2 separate regions of the Rattus norvegicus genome follow, and region 2 is linked to region 1. Evidence: chromatin contacts called from public Hi-C data. All regions are on one chromosome and are shown on one strand. The core of a region is the stretch at or near the end of the contact, and the rest is flanking DNA. Distances in the headings are between cores, read along the strand shown. Region 1 overlaps Capzb (capping actin protein of muscle Z-line subunit beta). Region 2 overlaps Capzb (capping actin protein of muscle Z-line subunit beta).

Region 1 (7,723 bases), core at 3,362-5,861:
TATCCTGGGTTACATTCTTTTTTTTTTTTTTTTTTTTTTAAAGATTTATTCATTTATTATATATAAGTACACTGTAGCTGTCTTCAGATACACCAGAAGAGGGCATCAGATCTCTTTACAGATGGTTGTGAGCCACCATGTGGTTGCTGGGAATTGAACTCATGACCTCTGGAAGAACAGTCGGGTGTTCTTAACCACTGAGCCATCTCTCCAGCCCCCTGGGTTACATTCTTATGCTGGCTCTATTCTTTGTCTGTCTCTGTTGAGCCCCTTCTCCGTACTTAAGCTCCAACCACAGCGCATGCTCATGCTGCCGCCTTTGGGGGTTGCTTACTGCACATGCTGAGGTCAGGGGTTGCATGCAACTGAGGGACATGGGTGAAGAAATGGCTTGGATTCTCAGGGTCTGATGTCCTTCATCCACTTCTACAAGGGAATGTTAACAGGCCTGATTGCGAGGAGCATCTCCTGTGGGTAACCACAACTGTTCTGATTGCGAGGAGACTGCAGCTAGAGGACAGAGTTCTAGAATAGACGTCTAGAGCACTGCACACTGGATGCCTCTGAGTGGCAGGCTTCAGTCCACCTTGATGGGTGAGGTCAAAGAAAGCTGAAGCAGGTGGAGACATTGAAGATGGGTAGCAGAGGGAGGGAGCAAGCTGGGCAGAGACTTCATGGGAGCAGATGCACGACTATGCCTTAAACCTAGGCACTGAGCCTAGTGTTGAGTCCACAGTCCCGTGCCAGGCAGTAGCAGGCAGCAGGCACATGCTCAGTTCTCAGATGAAGATCTGCAGTTAGTCACAGCATGGAAAAACATTGCCTTGAGAGCCTACAGCGTGGGGCCTGCTGGCCTGAGGAGGTCCTGCTAGGTCAGGAGCAGCAACCTTGCACATGGCACTTTTCTGTCATCTGCCTGTGACAGGGATGTGCCTGTCGAGAATCCCAGCTCCTGGTCTTCCCTAGACCCACTTTCTCTTTAAAACAGCAGGACAGCGTTCCTTCTCAGACGTCAAGGTGCCTATGGGTGAAGAGCACTTCCTGGCTTCTCAGCCAGGTGGTCCTCTGTGGCCTTTAAGGGATGGCCTGAGGCTGCTGAAGAGGAGGCATGCGTCATTCTCAGGCGTATATCTAAGAGAAAGTTAGGCTCCCATTGGTTCCTATACTCTCTCCATCCCAGAGACTCCCCAGAGCACCACAGGCCTTGCAAATCTTCCCCAGTTAAAGGGCTCTTAACTGTGCACAGGGCTCTCTTCCCCTTCTGTGTTAGTGTTTCAGATTCCATCGCTCCAAAATGCTTGTCGCTCAGCAAGTCTCCCAAGTCCCTTTTTGCTTGGGGTCACTTTCCTGCCCTACCGTTGGATTTTATGCTGCTGAATGTGTAGCTCAAGAGCCTGTGACCAGGAGGGTCTGATGCTGTCCCCTTAACTTAGATTCTACATTTTGATTGATAAGTTTAAAAACAAGAGCATAAAAGTGAATTGGAGAGAGCTAGGCGTCTTCCAAAGACCAGAGGCAGAAAGTCTTTCTTCTCCAGGGCTGGCAGACTCCGTCCTGGGCAAGGAGTGCCTAGATTGTCTCATAAACAGGCTTGATTTGGGAGACAGGTAAAAGCATTTGGTAAGAGTATAACATGCTCAGTCTCCTTCCCCGGAATGTTTGAACTAGGCCAGGAATGTGGGCTGGGCAGCGGGAGGCAGTTAGTTGTAGGAGGAATTTGGAATTGGGATGCCTGAAGGAGCCAGGGCTTTACCATCTCCCTGCTTCCCTTTAAAATCCATGTGAAGCTGAAGAGATGGCCCAGTTGTTACGAGCACTAGTTGCTCTTTCTTTCAGAGGACCTGGGTTCAAGTCTCAGTACTCACGTGGTAGTTCACAACTGCCTTTAACTCCTGTTCCAAGGAGTCTGACGCCCTCCTCTGGCCTCTGCAGGCACTGTACATACATGATGCACAAACACAACACCCATGCATGTTAAAAAGTATTTGCCAGGAGTGGCACATGTTTTTAATAGCACCTGGAGGCAGCCTGGTCTACAGAGTGAGTTCTAGGACAGCCAAGGCTGTACAGTGAGTGTGTGTCAAAGGAAAGGCAGTGTGTGGGGAATGTGGCTTAGTTAGTGGAGGACTTACCTAGTTAGTATGCATAAAATCTTGGGTTCAACCTCCAGCACTGCATAAATTGGGTGTTGTGGTGCATGCCCATAATCTCAGAATTCAGGACAAAGAAGCAAGAGGCTCACGTGGTCAGGGTCATCCTTGGCTACATAGGAAATCCGAGGCTGACCTGGGCTACGTGACACCCTGGCTGTTTTGTGGTGACTTGGTCTTAGCTGCTTAGCTGCTTGGCACTGGCATTGATGAATGGGTCCCAGTTGAGCATGGAGCTGGGAGAAGCTGGTATGACCACGATGCTCCCTCCTGGCCCACAGGGTATATGTAATTTGTATGTGGTGGGGGGCAGGGCCTCCACAGAGTGCTGTGAGCTTTGGTCAAACTCTGAGAATCCTGTCCTGGGTGACACAGAGATAAGAAAATTATCTAAGCCATGACCATGAAATGTTCAAGGTCTAAAACTGAGCCAGAGCTTACCGACTGCCTGTGTTGGTGGAACCCTAAGATAGAGAAAAGGGTGTGGGGCCACACTCCCGCTCCCTGAGCCTGAAACCCCGTGCTGCACCATGAGTATAACTCAGCAGCTTTGGAGACCATAAGCCGGTCCCGATCTATTCATTTATGTTGTAAAGAGCCGCATCCCCATGGCTTGTCCAATGCTTTGTCTGTGCTGGGCATCTCATCCCCATTTGCTCTGGGCCCTTAGTCACCAGAGCACTAGCCCACTATGGGAGCCATCCAGGGGCAAGGCTACCTTTCCAGCTGTCTCAAAGGCAGGTTGGTGACTCACTTAGCATTTTGAAGTTGGGAAGGGATTTCTTATGTTTCACATGTACACATAATGGTATTAATAATGACCCTACAGGGCAGGGTATTCAAATGAGGTTTATAGTGTCTTTCAGTGAAGAACAGAGGTGGGGCCTGAAGAATAGAGGATCTGGGGCCACACCCTGTTATGTGTGCTGGGGTCCTGCTTGGTGGGTAGTGGGTGCAAATAAGCACTGCTACTCAGTCTCCTTCCCTGTCCTCCCAGCCTGACAGGGTTGGGACAGCTTGCCTTGGCCTTCTGTGACTTGCTGTGGTGACTTGCAGGGGCCATTCTCACACTTGCCTTGGTGGTTTCTTGCTGCAGAGCTGTGTGCAGACCCCCCTCCTGTTTTCCTTATCATTCCTGTCATTCTTTTTTTTTTTTTTAAGATTTATTCATTTATTATATATAAGTACACTGTAGTTATCTTCAGACACACCAGAAGAGGGCATCGGATCTCTTTACAGATGGTTGTAAGCCACCATGTGGTTGCTGGGAATTGAACTCAGGACCTCTGGAAGAGTAGTCGGGTGCTCTTAACCGCTGAGCCATCTCTCCAACCCCATTCCTGTCATTCTTTTTTTTTTTTTCCTTTTTTTTTTTTTTTTTTTTTTCAGAGCTGAGGACCGAACCCAGGGCCTTGTGCTTGCTAGGCAAGTGCTCTACCACTGAGCTAAATCCCCAACCCCTTTTCCTGTCATTCTTGTGTTGTCCCTTGACCCCTAGCCTCACCTAGTGTCCTCAGGTTTCTTTCCTGCCCTGGCAGTCCTAAGATGGGTGTCCTGTTGATATGCATCTTCCCATTTCTCGCCTGTTCCCTGGCTGGACCATGCTGTCAGAGAACTGCAGTATATGTTTGTCTGTGGTGGTGGCAACTTCGCCACCTCACCCTGTGCCTACAGCAGGCACTTGGTACTTAGTATATGGAAAGAGCTTCTCGAAGGGTGCTGTAACCCCCAGTTCCTGGTTAGGAGGCTGGCGATGGCAGAGCAGGGTTTGGACCTGTGTTTGATTTCTCATTGTGTACTTTGTTCCGATGCTGGCATGTGTACCTCTAAGAACACTCTTGTTGCTTTCATTGTTTTTTAAGAGCGTAACTTCGGGGCCTTGAGAAAAACAGAAGAATCAGGTTGTAAGCAGAGCCCCCTGCTGGCCATTGGGGTCTCTGGCACCCACCCCATTTGTCTGGAGTGGGACGAGCCAAGACTCTCCCCAGTCACGGGCTCGCCATCACTCATGTGCACCGAGTGGACAGGGTCTGCTTTCGATCCTTATCTTTCCAGTGGCGGGCGCTCAGCCAGCAGGCAGATCAAAAGATGGAATGTGTTCATTTGGCCATTATTTAAAAAAATCAAGGTCCAAAGGTTCACTTCTGAAAGGCAAGGGCGCCAGGGATTAGATTATCCTGGGAGTTGAGCCACTCCAGCTTTTGTGTGTGTGTGTGGTTTTTTTTTTTTTTTTTTTTTTTTTTTTTTTTAGGGTCCATCTCAAGTTTCTTTTTCTGGTTGAACAATTTTTTTTCAACATTAATAACTAATGGAGAAGAGGAAGAGGCAAAGTGGAACCATATGACAGTGCACACAGCCTTGCTTGTGGCCGGAAGCTTCTGATTTGTGTCGCTTTCATGAGATCAGCTGTTGGGTTAGATAGTAGGGAAGTCCGCCATTTGGGCAAGAGCAGCGCTGTGATTTATCTCTCAACCCAGCTGAACTGTGTCCCTGTGCCCTTCCTTAGGCACTGGCTACTGGCCTGTATGGCTTGGGGCAGCTTGTTTCTTAGGCCCTGTGTGCCTCTTTAAAGTAAGGGTCTGTAGGCCAGCAGGATGGCACAGTGGGTAAAAGCATTGCCACCAAGCTGAGGACCTGAGTTCGATTCCCAGGTTCCATGTAGTGGAAGGAGAGAACCAACGCTCACAAGTGACCTCTGACCTCTATATCTACGCTATGGCATGGGCACCTTCCTCAAAGAGTGAGTGAGTGAGTGAGTGAGTGAGTGAGTGAGTGAGTGTAGTTTTAAAGGAAAAAAACCAGTCCTGGTGATGAGTAGTAGACTGGATCCCATGGTGACAGACAGTCCTTGGTGATGGAGGTAATAGACTGGATCCCACGGTGACAGACAGTCCTTGGTGATGGAGTTAATAGACTGGATCCCACAGTGAAAGACAGTCGTCTTTTTAATGGTTTATCATCACTGTTGTCTGGTTTTTCTATGTTGCCTCTGTGGATCCTGAACTCAATCATTGAGTCATGTGATCCTTCTGTCTCAGCCCCTGGGTTAGTTTGACTACAGGTATGTGCCACTGTCCTGTCTCTTGTTAAAGCTTTCTTTGCTGTGCTTGGACTGAACCCAAACCCAGGTGAGAATAGTAGTTCCTGCCGCTTGGCTAGTGGCTTCCCTCTGAGCTCTCTGTCCAGAGTGAAGGCAGGGCCTGTCCCAGCAGTGGTATAGCGTTACTATTCCAAGTCACTGGAAATTAACTTGAAGCCTCAGCAGCCTGATTTAGCCAGCACCGTTGGTGTTAGATGGACGTTCTATACAGAAGCTAATGATGGCGGGTAGGTCCTGTGGCAGTGCGGAGAGCAGCCAAATGCACAAAGTAGACTTGGGTGGCTGGACCTGGTCATTCCGCTCATTTATTGCTGCAAACTCAGGATTCTGACACCCTGAAGAGTGACACAGCCAGGGGCAGGAGTGATTGATTGGCTCTCAGACCTGAGCAGCCTCTTTTCTCTGGTATGCGCTCAGGCAAAGACCCTATGCCTACTCCCCTGGGACCCAAGCTTAGATTGAGAGCCCTCTGCAGCCGACAGGACATGGTGCTTGCCTAGGGGGTCCCCTCATGACTCCCTGGGCACAGCGTTGACCCGGGAGATGGACACAGGCAGGGAAGAATAGGCCCTGCTGGTGGTGTTAGGATAGCCAGCTCAGGAGCAGTCACAGTCCTTGTGCCATCCGTCCATGGGACTCCTGGGGAGAAATGGGAGTCTGGGGTGGGGCTGAAGGAGACATCGGAAACGTGGTGGAGTTTTAGATTGAACAAATAAAGAGCTGTCCTGTGTAATTAATATTCGAGGCATGGTCAGACTGGAATGGTCTTCCTTGTGAATCTGAAATTCACATTTAACTCAGCAGCCTACAGTTTCTGTACCACCAACTCTCAGTGGGGAGGGTTTTTATACAAACTAGCATGTTGAAGAGACAGCTAGTAGGCCAGTGTTGGGAAGGTGGAGGGTGGGCAGGATGGGGGGCAGGACTGACACATGGTGTGTATACACACACACACACACACAAACAGCAGGACTGATACATGGTACACACACACACACAGAGCAGGACTGACACATGGTACACAGACACACACACACACATGCACACACACACACATGCACACACGCACACACGCACTCACGCACAAGCGTCTGGGGCAGCTGCCATACTGTATAGTCTGTACTTGTTTCCAGTGACAAGCATAGTGTCCTTACTCCAGACCAGATTGTCTTTGATCAGAAGAGGAACTGATGCAAACAGAACTTAAAAGTATGGCCCACATTCAGAACGTGTCTTTCAGGGACCTGAGCAGTCAGAGCCAGCCAGCCGTGACCCATCCTAGGTACTTGTGTGCTCTCAGGCACATCCTGTGTCCTGCAAGATCTCTGTAGCTTTCCACGGTGTGCTGCCACGGTGGGGCTCAGTTGAGTGTGTGTTCTTCTGTGGTTGCTAGGGACTTGTGGGCTTGCACAGTCCAGGGTCAGCCCTTCAGGGTGCCTCGTCTCCGTGGTTTGCCTGGTTCTGTCTTCCTGTCGTTGCCGTGGAAGGCTGGGCTTGGGCTTCAGTGTGGTGTGAGGTTATTTGTTCCTTTTGCTGCTTACTTGAGACTCTGAGAATTGAACTGAGGACCTCATGCACAGCAGGCAAGCACTCTACCACTAAATCATCTTCCCAGATGTCTAGTTCCTCTTAACTCAAGGTCTTAAGTATTCGAGTATGCTTGAAACTCACTCTACAACCCAGCCAGTCTTTGGTCTTAGGATCCTCCTGCCTCAGCCTTCCAAGTATTTAGGCTTACAGAACTGTGCCACCAGGCCTGGTCACAGTGATGTGGAACTCATGGACTCAAATCTTTGTCTTCTCTCAGCCTCCTAAGCTTCTAGGATTACCAGTGTACATAACCGTGCCAGCTAGAAATGGAGCCTCTCCTGGCAGCTCCCATTGTCTTGCCAGCTTGGCTGGCGAAGGAGCTCTGTCTTCCCAAGCATCCCTCAGCATCTGCCATCAGAAGCAGCAAGGTGCACTGAGGTACAGAGGGCTGGAACTGCTACCCAGTATTAGCAGACAGCCAATAGAGTCCACACAAAGAGGACTTGACAACTGCATGAAGACCCCAGTAGCAGCCCAGTGGCTCGAATGGATCCTTGGTGGCAGGCTACAGCACGAAGGGTAGCACACAGCTGCCAGAGTCATTTCACTGGGCCAAAAAAATACAGCAAGTGCCTCAGACCCAGCTAGGGTGTCCCAGGTGGAGGACCTAGCTATAACTGAGCTGCAGTGGGGGCTGGGAGGAGCTTGGTACCATTGCTGCTCACTGTCCTTAGGGACCAGAGTGACAGGCTGAAGGAGCTTGGGAGTCACCTAGCCCAGGATTGGATTTCTGTATTCCCTGCTGACTGTTGATGTGAGTCTTGGGCAGCTTTAATGACTCGGTCTCAGCTCTGTAATCTAGAAGTCCTTGGTTACCCACTTCATGCCCTAGTCTGAGCGTTTAGGCCAAGAGCATACTTTGTGATACCTGGCTTCACGTCCC
Region 2 (6,992 bases), core at 2,624-5,123, 36 kb after region 1:
CCTGTGTTCTCCTGGGGAGTCCACCCCCCCTTACACACACACACACACTCTCTCTCTCTGTCTCACACACACACACACACACACACACACACACACACACACACACACACACACTCATTCTTTAAGGGTCTAGTGGTTCTGGCCTTTCTCTTCTGGAAGGTGGCTCTTAATTCTGAAGCACCATGTTGGGACAAGGGACTGAGTTGCTCACAGGACTCTTATCTGTCCAGTGGTGAGAGCCCTTCAACCCTCGAGCTGCGCTCACCACAGCTGCCACAGCTCACTAAAATGGCTCTTGAGAAACCCAAAGCCTTCCTTGTGGAGGCAAGGATCTCTCTGCGTAAAGCAGGGGACTGAGAGACCAGGCTGGAGAAGCACAGGTCACTGGGTCAGAACCCCCACCAGAGGAGCTCCAGGCAGTCTTGAGGCCTGACACAGCAACCATTCCCATACGGGATGTTGGGTTCTGAGACCTCCTTTCAGAAGTGGGTGGCAAGCCCTGTCCTTTCTCTGAGGCGTGCTCCCAGCTGTATTCAGTGCACACACCGACCAGTCATCTTAGCAGTCGACTTTCACTCAGCAACAATTATGCTCCACCAGCACCGTGCTGACCGCACCTGAAATGGGACCATGGCTGTCATTGCAGTTGTGAACACTCACTACTCTAGCTTTGTAAAGACATTTCACAGTCTAAGACTTCCTGGGACCCTGTTGCCAAAGCATGCCCAGCAAAGTTCAGGGTCTAGACTAGGGACCAAGACACTGATGACTCTTTCAGCCCTATCATCATCTCCTTTGGGCAGCTTTTAGTGAAATCCCTTACTAAGTTCAGTACCAGAACTCTGTTCTGCAGAGTCATGTGGCTCTGGAAGGCCCTTGGGTCCAGACTATTACTCCACACTGGGTTCTCAGCTTGCAGCATGGCACTAAATGGCCATCCCACTGCTCCTCAGCGATCCAGTGCTAACTATAGTATAAGTAGGTGCCTGTCTGAACAATTCTGTTAGAACCAGTTGGGCCCACTCTGTCACATGTAGTGACAGAATCCAGGCCACTCAGCCCTGCGGCATCCTGGGATTACCCCTACACATGGCCTGGCTTTACCAGCTCTTCTCCTGAGTTATGCCACACCTTGATCTCAGTGGTCCTTGTCCTGTCCAGGAATAAGGAACTGGAGACACTGACAATTTTAAATACTTAGTACTCTCCTGGTTCCCCGTGAATCTGAAGATGGCCGTTCTCCCTTTTCTCTGTCGTACCCTTGTCAGGGAGATAAGGCTCCACTGGGAAACCAGACCAGCAGCAGATACATATTTCCCTGCCAACTCCTCCGTTCATGCACTGAGCTGGCTGTTGGCCCCTGTGCTTTGTAACCCCAGAGTCTAACATTCCCTTGCACTGCTAGCTCCTGGCCTTGGAGTGGTGAGGGTGCTGGACAAGGCTGAGTCCCTCCTAGCCGGGCCTCAGCTGACAGGGTCCATGGCTGCCATTGCTGGGCTGGTCAGGATGTGGCAGTGTTGGGATACAGGAGGATTCCAGTGCCACCCCAGGCCTCACCCAAGTCTGGGTAGCAGTTTGTACCTGTGGCTGCCAGGAGTATATAAAGACAGGCAAGGCCAGAGTGACCTGGCCATGCAGCTCTTTGCCCTCCCTGTTGGGGCCCTAGGAGCTAAGTGGGAAGTCCATTCTCAGAGCAGCATCAAGAGACTCTGCCCTAGAAATGGTAGGGCTTCGGGATGCCTTCTGACGGGGCTGCTTACAACCCGAAACCTGAGTCATTGGTGCTAGAAAAGTGACCTTGTGACAACAGCTCCACAGAGCCACCAGCCACCAGAGGACTGTGACACACAGGGACAGCACCTGGGGACAGAGGACTGAGGTGCAGGAATATTGGTGAGGTGCTGGTGGCAGGCTGCTTTCTGGAGCTGCAACTTTCTCTGACTAAATGATGTGTCTTTGCAGATGGAGAAGGACGAAACTGTGAGTGACTGTTCCCCACACATAGCCAACATTGGGCGCCTGGTGGAGGTGAGTGGGGCGGCTCCAGGCCCACCCACCCCAGAGCCTCTGCTCGGCCTTGTTTCCCCTGATCGCTGTGTGTGAACAGTGATCTGAACCCAGGGTGCAAACAGATCGTTGGAACACTAGGGGCCTTGGAGCAGCTTCACTTGCGGCTGCTACAGTCTCGCCTGTCACCACGTCCCGTTTGGAAGTGGGGAGTGTTGTTTGGACTGGAGATACGTTCTCTGGTTTCACAGAACTGTTCACAGAGATGGTGGCCAGGCAGTGCTCTGGTGATGTGGTTTAGACCTGCTCCCAGCAGTGGTCAGAATTGGCCATCAGCCCCTAGGTGTTGGCTTCCTCCATGCCTAAGGAAAGACCCAAAACACAAATTGTAGGTGGGGTTCTGGCAGCCTGGCACTGGCTCTTAGCACAAGGGAGTGGCCCCACAGCTCCACCCTGTGGCCAAGGCAAGGACTGCAGGTTGGATGGTGACAGGTGGGTGTGGGCCTTGGCTTCTGGTTGCGGGCTCCACTGACTCACCTCCCTTCCCAGGACATGGAAAACAAAATCAGAAGCACGCTGAATGAGATCTACTTTGGAAAAACAAAGGACATCGTCAACGGGCTGAGGTAATGTGCCAAATCTAGGGCTTGATTCCTGGACTCCTTAGTGATCTGAGCCTGGGCTCTCAGCTCCTCAGCACAAGACATGGTCAGGGATGGCTTCGCAGTTTGAAAGGCTCAGAAGTTGGCTCAGCACTTTGTGTCCTCTACCAGTTCTGGTTGCTGGGCTCATTGACCACAGCAACCTTTGATGCCTTCTCTGTGGAGTTGGCCACTGACCCCCACACAGATCTCAAGACACTGCAGAGAGCTGAACATCCTGGCCTGGGGTCCGTGTGAGAGCTCTGGGCTCTACAGAAGCAGGGAGGACTCACTGAGGCCTCGGGCTTCGCTGTAGTGTGAGTGGGAGGCAGGACCCAGCTGGGGACCGGGGACGTGACTGAGGAGGGACCGAGATAGCACTGGCCTTGGAGTCATGTGGCCAGGATCCCATCTGAGCTCCTTCCTCTTTTCCCACTCCTTTCTCGGTGGCCTTGTCCCATCCGGGAGGCAGGGTGCCGACGGGGTAGGAGAGCTGATATGATGGGGAAGGGTTTTGCAGCCCAGCTCTGCTGTGGGTTTGTGGAGCCAATCTTCTGATGTCATTCCCTGGCCCAGGTTCCTTTGCAGTCAACAGAAAGACAGGGTGTCACTTGTGAGTTCACCCAGCAGGCTTCCTTAGGTAAGGCAGCCCCTCCTGGTCCCCAGTGGTCCTGAGTATCTGATCAGGCCTGACACTGAGGGCCAGGACCCCCGCCAGGCTGGCCTCCACAATTCCCCGTAATGAGGGAGGCATGAGGAACAGCTAAGCCTGTGTGGACACAGGTGTGAACCCCTAAAGACCAGGGTCACTGCCAGCATAGACCTCTGGTTTCGGTGTGCAGCCGCCTCAGTGCCGTGGTGGCCTTCTCTGCCTCTGCCTTTCCCACGGCTGCCAGGCTCTCGTTTGGCGCTGCTGTTGCTCTCTCGCTGCGGCTTCATCCTCTCTGAACACTCTCTAGATCTCTTGACGCTATCCCCGACAACCACAAGTTTAAGCAGTTGCAGAGGGAACTTTCTCAAGTGCTGACCCAGCGCCAGGTCTACATCCAGCCTGATAATTGAGCCGACCCAGGTATCCTGTCTGAAGGGTGTGAGGCCTCCCCACTAAACAGGACTCACCAACCCGCCGAGACCCCGCCACTAACCTGTGTCCGCTCACAGCCGGTGGGCAGCCACATTAACGCATAGCCTTAGCCCCACATAGTGTGAACATGTGTGTGTGGTGTGTGTGCTCTGCACTCTGGACTCTGGGCAAAGGCCAGGTTTAAGCTATCACTCCTGATGGAGCTCAACCTGTGACGCTGTCACAGCCTCTCCAGCAGAGGGCGCCAGGTGCACCCAACTCCACTGGCCTGAGGGGCAAGGGCTGTGTGCCCTGCTTCTGCTGACTCACCTCAGGTCTGACAGCATAGCCAGGTCCTCCCACCTCCTCTACCAAGGATCCTACAAGTCCCGAAGCTACACCTCAGGGCCCTTGGGCCCCTGACTTGGAAAGCATGGTCTCCCTCTAAGTCTCCGAGAGTGGTTGAGCACTTCTCCCCAAGCCAGGCCTGCAGGCCTCCAGACTGGCCACTGCCAGGCGCTCTGTGCCCACACCCGCTCCTGACGAGCTGCAGCTGTCCTCTGGCAACCATGCTGATGGGAAGGAAAACAATCTTGCTTGTTGACAATGGCCAACAACCATGACTTGGCTTGTGACAAACACAAATGCAGATGCAGCCAGCATCTCAGGAGGGGGCTTTAAAACAAGGCTTGAGGGACCCACAGGCCCCAGGGCTGGACACCAAAGGCCTAGCCCAGACAAGGGCCTGTGAGGACTCCCCTGCCACTGTGGTCTGGTCCATGTGCTGACTTCAGGTCTAAAGCAGCCTGCAGTTCTAGCCTGGATGGCATCTCCAGGCCTCCCTGTGGAGAAACCCCTTTTAAGGAACACTCCTCCTGCCATCCCTAGCAAACTAGAGATACCCTGTGGGGAGCCCAGCCACACGTGCCCCTCTCCCTGCCCAACCTCAGTTCTGCCTGAGCCCTCACACTGCTCCTCACTGGCAGGCTTGAGATCCTGAACACCCAAAGGAGGCAAGCGTATACTTGAGGGGCAGCAGCTCACACGCCATCAGTGGCTTCAGGCTCAGGTCCTGTCCTCACCGTCTTGAAGACTCCTCGAGCATTTTCACAAGTCGCCTCTCTGTCCTATTCTGTCTTCCCCGCCCCCATTTCAGCACTTGAGGACAAACTTTCCATAGTGCTCTCACCGTGTGAACTTGAGCCGCTTGTCGAGCATGTGCCTGCCTCTTCCACCGCTTATGAGCTCTCAACAGTTGCTGCACATAGTTTAGTGCGCTCTTAACTAACCGATGTGTTGTGAACAGAACCATCGGGGGCCCTTTCTCCAGCTCTGTTTCCTTGCCTGATCTGGAAATCAGCATTGATGATGAGGATCCACCCTGAGAGGGCTTCTGAGGACTGAGATGTGTGCCCAAAGCACTTTGCTCATTGTAACTGTCTTCAAGCCTTAGCTGCGTGGGCTTTGGTGCTTCCCTGCCAACTCACTATGCTACAACAGGGTCCAGAGTGCTCTCCCTCTCCAAGGACTGCCTTTGAGAATGCAGGCTTGCGGGGCTCTGATGGGCTGGGTTTGCAGCCAGCAGCACTGACCTGCAGCAGAGATCCCAGTGCCTCAGCCATGCAGAGGCTTCTTCCTAAGCATTTGGTAGGAAAGAGGGGTTGCTACACTTTCTTCTGGGTAAGGAGCCCAGCCTCTGCTGCAGACGGAGGGGGTGGGGTGGATGATTCATTCAAAGGTCCTCACTGTCTGAGCCTTCACCGCTCTGCCAGAAACATGGGCAGCAGCTGTGAGGTAGAAGGCCCAGGCTGCAAGGTTTCTGAAAGCTCCCAACAGCTTCAGGCCTGCACCACCATCCTTGGAACTAGGGATCTAAAGGCCAGGTCACCCACACCCTTGGGCAGAGATGACCTCTGTTCATGATGGCCAGCAAGGTACTAAGGTGCAGGCCCTGGGCCCCCTCCAACTCCCCAGGATAGACTGCAGCCTGGCACCCCACAGTGGCCAAAGGCCACCTCCCTCTTGTCATTGTTCTGCCTGTTGATGTTCTCTCTCCTCCCCTGGCAGGTCTGTGCAGACGTTTGCAGACAAATCAAAGCAGGAAGCCCTTAAGAATGACCTGGTGGAAGCCTTGAAGAGAAAGCAGCAGTGTTAAAGACCTGCTTCACGCTAACCGGACACGCCATGCACTCGTTAGGTTCCTTTCTTTAGAAAACTCGTTTTCTGCTCCTTTTCCCTCTTCCTTTCCCTCCCTGACGGTCACATAACAGTTTGCATCGACCACGCAGCGCCATCTCTCCCCCAAAATAAAGTCCAATAACCACCCTCTGGCTCCAAGGCCTGCTTCCCACGACGTTTCCATAGAGACCGTGTGGCTTTGTTCGCCTGTCCCCTTCCTTCCCTTGCCCGTTTGTAGGCACAGGCGCACTGTCTGACATCCTCCCTCCGTCTTTTTGTTACATTGGTGTAAAAAATGTAAAACAAAAAAATTTTATGAACTAACTGGTGTGTGAAAGAAGGGAAACTGGAGCTCTGATCCGTGTGTGTTTGGGGGTTGCTTGGAGCCGGGGGCCGGGGGACAGGGGACAGCTATGGAGGAAGGAGACATGTCCTCAGCACTGTCCTGCGCAGAGCAGGTGTGCCCTTGTCCCAAGGAGACCGCGGTGGGGGTGGGGGCGGGGCTGGCGACCGCTGCTCTCTGGCCAGGTGCTTTTCTGTCAAATTTTTATGGAATGCAAAAGGAGTTTTTTGTTTTATTTTGTTTTTTGTAAAGCTTAAACAGACAAAAAAAATCTACATCTTCTACTTGAGCCTCCATACTTAAAAAAAAAAAAGGAAAAAAAGAACAAAAAAAATAAATAAAAAGAAACTGGGACACAATCAGTGCTGGCCGTGCGTTCTTGCTCACCTGCCTCTCTCCAGACGTGCATGGCCTTCCCTGGGGACTGAGGAGGGCCCAGCGCCCGCTAATCCCTTCCAGGCAGGCTGGTCATCCCCCTGGCTGCGACGGTTGCATGCTTGCCACCCGTGTTGGTGATGTCCCCGACTCAGTCCTGGTTTCTTATTTGGTCCTATGTGAAGTACTGTGTGAAGTCTCCCATGGGAGACCAAGAAAGAGCAGGCCAGGTGTCGTGACTCAGACCTGTAATAGAGACATTGAAGCTGAGGCAGGAGGACTGAGCTTGAGGCTGGCCCAGACTACATAGCCATGTTGTCTCAACTGAAAAAGAAAACAGGGTGTGTGGCATGCACTGTAACTACAGAACCAGGAAGGTAGTAAC

Evidence for each region. A called contact is a pair of places that touch in the nucleus more often than the background predicts.
Region 2: a Hi-C map of liver shows a contact between it and region 1, with 3 times the contacts expected there. The contact joins two enhancer-like sites. A contact is called at or near these places in 5 of 12 Hi-C or Micro-C datasets (the A7r5 cell line, frontal cortex, liver and 1 more).

The regions. Positions count from the first base shown.
Region 1 is chr5:156,775,375-156,783,097 of GRCr8, forward strand. The region is part of intron 2 of Capzb (capping actin protein of muscle Z-line subunit beta); the gene reads left to right. Among named protein-coding and RNA genes, the nearest start is that of Slc66a1, 56 kb to the right of the region's middle. Within about 2 kb of position 4,612, at least 4 of the 93 cell types and tissues checked have an H3K27ac peak or open chromatin away from gene starts, as enhancers often do. A contact at or near this core is called in liver, where this site is marked.
Region 2 is chr5:156,812,033-156,819,024 of GRCr8, forward strand. It overlaps Capzb (capping actin protein of muscle Z-line subunit beta), which reads left to right. Exons shown (of 9, transcript NM_001005903.1): 7 at 1,963-2,028; 8 at 2,557-2,633; 9 at 5,779-6,591. The coding sequence ends at 5,866. Among named protein-coding and RNA genes, the nearest start is that of Slc66a1, 20 kb to the right of the region's middle. Within about 2 kb of position 3,874, at least 31 of the 93 cell types and tissues checked have an H3K27ac peak or open chromatin away from gene starts, as enhancers often do. A contact at or near this core is called in liver, where this site is marked.